2 separate regions of the Arachis hypogaea genome follow, and region 2 is linked to region 1. The links are chromatin contacts, called in public Hi-C maps. All regions are on one chromosome and are shown on one strand. The core of a region is the stretch at or near the end of the contact, and the rest is flanking DNA. Distances in the headings are between cores, read along the strand shown. Region 1 has its middle 17 kb from the start of LOC112741728. Region 2 holds the start of LOC112741729.

The links. Hi-C and Micro-C count contacts between places; a contact is called where the count stands out from the background.
Region 2: a Hi-C map of leaf shows a contact between it and region 1, with 2.8 times the contacts expected there. The contact joins the promoter of LOC112741729 here to the enhancer-like site in region 1. A contact is called at or near these places in 3 of 8 Hi-C or Micro-C datasets (all in leaf).

What each region holds. Positions count from the first base shown.
Region 1 is chr14:18,074,514-18,078,022 of arahy.Tifrunner.gnm2.J5K5, forward strand. No RefSeq gene overlaps it. Among protein-coding and RNA genes, the nearest start is that of LOC112741728, 17 kb to the left of the region's middle. Within about 2 kb of position 1,333, at least 1 of the 3 cell types and tissues checked has open chromatin away from gene starts, as enhancers often do.
Region 2 is chr14:18,158,753-18,162,614 of arahy.Tifrunner.gnm2.J5K5, forward strand. LOC112741729 reads left to right here and starts at 1,988. Exons shown (of 2, transcript XM_025790819.3): 1 at 1,988-3,297; 2 at 3,483-3,862. The coding sequence starts at 2,145. The coding sequence ends at 3,290.

The DNA of each region.
Region 1 (3,509 bases), core at 83-2,582:
CCATTTTAGAAGCCAAATTCAAAACTTTGATCCTACAAATAAATTGAAAAAAAAAAAAACAACTCCAATCATTCACCTATATCTGAAGCAAAAGGCAAACTATTTACTATTTTCCCATTGTTTTGTCCGTTTCTGTATTCATGTGAGGAATTATGTTAATGATTAATTATGTTAATGATTAATTGATTATATTAAAATTGAACTAGATCCCTAATATCATTTTTCAGGTTAAATCTATTCAATTCTATCAATCTTTATATTAAAATTGAACTCCTAGATCCTAACGTACAAAAAAAGATGATTAAACTAACCTGAACAAACTGAACAAACTGAACATTGAACAAACTGAACAAACTGAACATTGAACAATAACCATTAACCAGCAAGCAGCATTGCAGCAATACCAACAACAAGGCAAGAATGCATCAGGGAGTGGGTGGATGGGTGACTGGGTCTTCGTCCTCGTCTTCGCGGTGGGTGGGTGACTGCTGGCCGTTTGGGTGCGTGGGTGGGTGGGTGACTGCTGGCCGTTTGGGTGAGTGGCCGAGATGTGGTGGCTGGCTCCGATCTGGGGTTTGGGCGGCGGGGTTAGGTTTCCATGGGGGGAGGGGAGGGACTCGCGCAACTGTAGCCTGTAACGCGTTTGGGGGGGGGTGGGGTTGGGGTAGTTTTAATTTTAGGATTTTGTTAAGAACCGGTTGGGTTCGGTTCGGTTAGGATTTTGGTGGCAAGAATCGAAAACCGAACCGAACCACAAAAAACTGCAAAACATCACTTTTTTCGGTTTTTTCGGTTTTCGGTTAATTCGATTTTCGGTTTTTTGGTTCGGTCCATCGGTTTAGTTCGGTCCGGATCGGTTTTGAACACCCCTATCTACAATAATGACACAGTGGATGACACGTGGACAAATAATATTGTAACACATGACACAACCGTCCATGTCAGTATGTCACGTGTTATTGATTAATCTGTCATCATACCATTATACGTGGCAAAATTATAAAGTGACATGTGTCACTAACAATCAATGTCAACACGCCATTAATAAAAAATAAATGACTAATATAGTACATTTTTTACCAATTTTTAAAATATAATTAATGTAATTAGAATTTCAAAGGCAATTTAATGCAACAGTACCAATTTTTAAGACTATTTTAAAACTTAACTCGTGGTCCACCTATAAATAGCATTATCATTTTAATGTAAAGTTGTATTTGCAATAATCAATTACTAATTAACTACTAAGTTTATAGCTAAGCTAGTAGGTAGGAGAGAAAATGGTACAGTTATCTCGCTAATTACTTGATTGTGAAGCAATAATGGGACTTTAACATCAATCGATTTCATACATATAGGGAAGTATACAAATTGAAATCAGCAAGAAGATTGTATGTGTTGGTGAAAGAGTGAGTTGATATAATTCATGCGTTAACGATGATATTCATTCTTGTCCTCTTATTAAGGAGGCTTAACTAATAATTCACAAACTCGTTTTGGTACATCACTAAAAATAAGGTCAAGTTGATTATACATTACTATACATATGATGATATGAATAAACGCCAACACACCTTGTTGTGGTTATTATATGATTATGATGGTGCATGTCTATGCTTTTGTCTATTAGTCTTTTGGATGTTTGTTTCAAAGTCAAGACCACCTTTAATATTAAGCATCTAATAATTATTATCATTATATCATCATCTGATCTGTTACAAATTATATATAGTTGTTTTCCTATGAATGGATACAAAGCATTATTGCTCCTGCAAAATAATAAGTAATATTTTGCTCCAAAATTTTTGGTCATTTCAAATCTTTCTTATCTTGCATTCTTTTTATTTAAAAATTTATTGAACAGAATTATAATTAAAGGTAAAAGAAAAAGGGTGTCATCAACCGTCCATGAAGAACACTGAAATACTGAATAGAGAATACTAATCCGTATATACGGTATATTCTTGTAATTTTAATACAATTCTCAGAGTAAATAGTTAAAAGTTCTTTAATAAATTCATTTGTTGAATCAAATTAATCTACTAAATTTTTATCTGATGGTTCTAGTTGAACTTGAGAATGGGGTTGAATCAAGTTGGCTTAAAACTTAAAGTTTCAAATTCTGTTTTTGCTGTTGCTCGAATTGCAGGAGATTATTTAAAATAGTCTCATACGCAGAAAATTATAAGTGCAGAGAAGAGGAGAAAGAGGCCAGCATGTATCCTGGTTCGGATTCTTTGTGCCATGAATCCTACATCCAGTCTCCACCACAAACCATGGTGGAATTTTCACTATAATTCTCAGATTACATACACCAATACTATTGAATTACTCCCTAATTCAACTAGTATCTATCCCTAAGCTTTCTTCACCAAAGTTTAGCAACCCCAAAGTGCTATCCCAACTTGGAAGGGGAATCTACACAGATTCAATTCTCACCAAGTGCTAACCCAACTTGGCAAGGGGAACTAATCCTAGTTCATAAACCCAAATTACATCAGAAAAACTAACAGTGGCTATTTTTGCATCACTCTTGCCTTTTCTCTCTTGGCTTTTGAACCTCACATAATTGCCTTTTCTCAAAACAGAAAATAACGCAAGACAGCCATAACAATAAATCAGAATTAAGCTTGAGTAGAAGAAAGAGATTTCAGCTCTATGTTAGAGAAGGTGCTCTGAATGTGTGTGCTCTCTTACTTAACTTGAAATGATGGAATGAGACTTCTTATATATATCTTCAGCTTTCCTAGAATTTCTGCCTCTTCCATTTCCTTGTGCCAGCTGCTCGTTGGAGTTGTCCTTGATGGCATGCAGTCCTTTCTTCATCTTGCTTCACCACCTCTGCTGCTGGAGTAGCTCGACCACTACCTCTGCTGTCCTTGGTGTTTCTTTCTTCCTTGGCATGCTCTTCTTTTGCATCCTGCTCCATGATCTCTGCCATATGAGGAGCTTCACCCACTACCTCTGTTACTTGGCAAGTTTGTGTTTTGCTTTTCCTTTGCTGAGATTTGCTTTACTGTATGTCCTTAGAGAGGTGAGAGTCCTTGTGTCTTGTTGTTTTGCTAGAGCCCCAGCTGTCCTTGATGTTGACAGATGTCCTTTTCTTTCTTTTCTTCTTTTGCCAACACATAGCCATTTTATTTCTGAATGGTGCCATGAGGAATTGTTGGACTTGGTTGCTATACCAAGGAACAATGTGAGCTGCTTTTCAATTAGTTTTGATGGGCTGCTGCAACATAAGCTATTATACTTGGGCCTGCCACAATGAAGCACACATTAAACACTATTGGGCTTTCAACCCAAATAAATGTTTGTCATCACAATGTAACCCAAAATCAAACTAGACTCAACAATCTCCCCCTTGATGACAAACATGATAAAATAGGGAATTTAAAGAGAAATTTAAATGAGTTAAGAACACTTTCCTTTGATGACATTTGGATTGTGAGTTGCTCCCCCTAAATGCTAGCATTGTTCCCCCTTGATCATGGCTTACATCTTTTCCTGAA
Region 2 (3,862 bases), core at 738-3,237, 85 kb after region 1:
CGTATTTATAGGCAGGCCTCTCGAATAAAATATATTTTTACACAAAACACAACCTGTGTTTTATGTTTTCCAAAAAAAATTCTGACATTTTTAAAACGTAACCTGCGTTTTGGGTCTTCCAAAAATAAAGCTGGCGCAAAAAGTAAAACGCATCCTACATTTTGTTATCTCGAAAAAAATAAAAAATGCCCATCACTAAACGCAGGCTGCGTTTGAACTTCAATGAAATAAAAAAAATTAAAAACCTTTCAACAATCAAAACGCACCTTGCATTTGATTCAATATGCTAAACAAAAAAATTAAAAAATAAAGGAAAAAATAAAACGCAAGCTGAGTTTGTTGCTGACACCATAGCAGTGAATATTTTGTTTATTAGTCCATTTCAAAGCACTACACCCATATGTTTTTCATATGGAAAAAAAATGAGCCGAAGATGAGGAGAGAATTTTGAGTTGTGCAGGACAACGAGTCCAAATGTATCTTAATTCACTCATAAATGAACCAAAATTATATAATGATTGTGATATAATTAACTCAGAAATAAACCGAAATTACATAACAATTGCGACACAATTAACTCAGTTCGAAAACAATCATATAAACAAGACTAGATCATGAACAAAAACACATCAAAAATTATTTTTGGACCAGACAACATTATCAATATGGTAAAAATTCAACAATAACAATAACAATAATGATGATAATGATAACGGTGATATGTATAAGAAGAAGATGATACCGATAACGATGATAATAATGATGATGATGATGATGGAAGAGGAGAAGAAAAAAAGAGAAAAAAAATTCAAATAAAAAAAGGAAGATGAGATAATGATATTATTGGTGATCACGGTAACAAAAGAAAAAAATAACAAAAAAAAAGAAGAAACTTCGGCAGGTATGCATTAATTTAAAATACTTAATTAGACTTGGTTAAGATTATAAGTTAGATGTAGAGCTTTATTATTATTATTTTTTTTTGGGACTTAAAGCATCTCCAATGGGTGATCCCCATTCACCTTTTTGCTGACACATTGAGGAACTTACCATTGAAGAAGGAGAGAGAGGAGTTCCCTCACGGAATTCAATGTGAAAGAGTCCCTACTCAAATGGACTCAAGCATAACCAATGATAACTTGCCACATGGCAAGTTACCTTTTAAATAAATATATATATGAAATTATAATTAAATAAATAATTATATTAAATAATTAAATAATATTAAATTTAATAATAATTATAATAATTAATTAAATTAAAAAATTATAATTTTATTTAATTAATAATTTATAATAATTATTTAATTAATAATTTATATTAATTATTTATATAATAATTAATATTAAATATTATTTATATTTATATTATTATATTAAATTAGTCGTTGTAAAATTAGCTGTTGCAAAACTAGCTGTTATTATGTTATCTTTATTATTAATAAATTAATATTTTGTTACTCTATATATACCACTTAGATACACTTCTATTTTCACACTATCTACTACTCTTCTTTATCTTCTTCCAAATTTACGAAATCAAAATTCTGCTACTATTATTTTTTGTTCGAAAAAATGGATCCAAACCAACTCAACTCAACTCTTTCTTTAGTGTAACCTCGAATTATCTATTGTGTATTATTGTTATATATGAATTTATTTAATATTAATATCTTTTAATAGTGAATTATTTTTAAATTTAAATATTTAAATTATATTATTAAAAAAAATTAATTACATTAATTACAAGTATTTTAATTAATTAATTAAGTAGGACCACAACAGGACTAAAGTTAGTTCCTCCTAATGGAAAAGAGAGAGATGCTTTGAGTTCCTATTTACTATTTATGACGCAAAAGTTAATGTGGAGTTACTTTTTATGACAGGTGGGATATAAATAGAAACTGAGATGAGTTCCTATTGGAGATGGTCTTAGAGTTTTATTGTTTAATATAATAGTAGATACAATTCCCAAAGTAAGTGTTCCACTTGCACGTGCTCCTTGGAGTCCCCCCCTCCGTTCCATCTCCCTCTCTAGTCTCTACTATACCGTCTATAGCCCCCTTTCACTCTTTCACATCACTTCTTCTTCTCCTTCTTCTTCTTCTTCTTCTTCTTTGCCTATATCTATCTATCTAACTATCTATGATCCACCACATGGAAGAAGAAGAAGCACCAAATAATCCCAAAACAGTCAAACTTGTTCCTGACTGCGGAATAATGCAACAATGCCCTCACCACCACAACCACGCCGGCGGTATATGTGCTTTCTGCCTCCAAGACAAGCTTGGCAAGCTTCTCTCTTCTTCTTTCCCCGCTCCCATTCAACCCTCTTCTCCTTCTTCTTCTTCTTCTCCTTCTCCTTCTTCTCCCCCTCCTCCTCCTTCTTTTAGATCCAGCAACACTCCTCCTCCTTCTTCTTCTCTCCCTACCAAGAAAACCGATCACTACACGCGCTCCCGCCTCCCTTTTCTTCTCGCAAACAAGACTTGTGCTAAGAAGAAACAACACTCCTCCTCCTCCTCTTCTTCCACTTCTGCTGCTGCTGATGTCCTTTTGAAGCGCAGCAAGTCCACTGCAACTCCAAGGAGGGACACCAAGTTCTTCAACAACCATGATATACTCATTCAAGACTTCACTCCCAGAAAGAGAAACGGTTTCTGGTCCTTCCTCTATCTCTCTTCATCTTCTTCTTCCTCTTCCTCCAAGAAGCTTCATGCCAACAACAATGGCGCCACCCCAAGGGTTTCTGCAAGCATTTCCTCAACTTCGGGGTTGACCATCACCAAGCCTACCACTACCACGGTTGCCGGCGGTTTGCAAGAAAGTAGCGACGGTTACGTTTCTGTTTGTTCTTCGTTTGAGCGAAAGGTTTCAAGATCCAGATCTGTTGGCTGTGGTAGCAGCAGAAGCTTCTCCGGTGACTTCTTTGACAGAATCTCAAACGGCTTCGGTGATTGCACTCTCAGAAGAGTCGAATCTCAGCGTGAAGGAAACCATAACAAGCATCACCACCATAATCAGCAGTGCATGAAGGAGAGAGTCAAGTGTGGAGGAATATTCGGTGGCTTCATGATGATGCCTAACACTTCTTCCTCTTATTGGGTTTCTTCCGATCATGGAAGGGTTCGAAGTTGGAGTAGTTGGGCATTTGCAAGTCCCATGAGAGCTTTTACCAGCAGCAACAAAGCTTCTTCTAAGAACAAGAATGATAGAAAGAACAATAACAATGCATCATCATCATCACCAAATTTATCTGCTATTCCTTCATTGCTCACTGTTTCAACCTGAATCACAAGTATACACAATACTAATAACATTATTATGCTCTGTTAATTACTCTAGTATTGTGTTTATTATTATTATTATTATTACTACCATAATACCCTTTTTAGTTTTAGCTTTACTTTTAATTTTCCTGCCACAGTTTTTTTTTTTTTTGGACAGTTGTTTATTTATAATTAATTATATAGATATATTCAGGTGGTTGGATTTGGATTATGATTCATCATTTCAGGTACGGAGTACTCTACTCTCTCCCATTACCATTCATTTATGACACTATTTGGAGAGAGATAGAAAGAGAAGGAACTTTATTATCTCAATGCATTGTTCAGTTCAATTTCGCTGTGTCATCATAGTCTGCTTCTTTTGGTTGTATTCTTTGTAGCTTTTTCATCTTGTAATTTCAGTACTCACAGTATGATGCTATGGTGTAAGATAATGATGTAATTTTTAAGTTATTATTGTAGACTACTCTGTTCAATTCACATTTTCACATGCATACACATGTTTGGTTTGGTTGATGCAAACAAAACCAAGTAGGGGGAATCACACTAGCTAAGCCATGTTATTATGTGTCT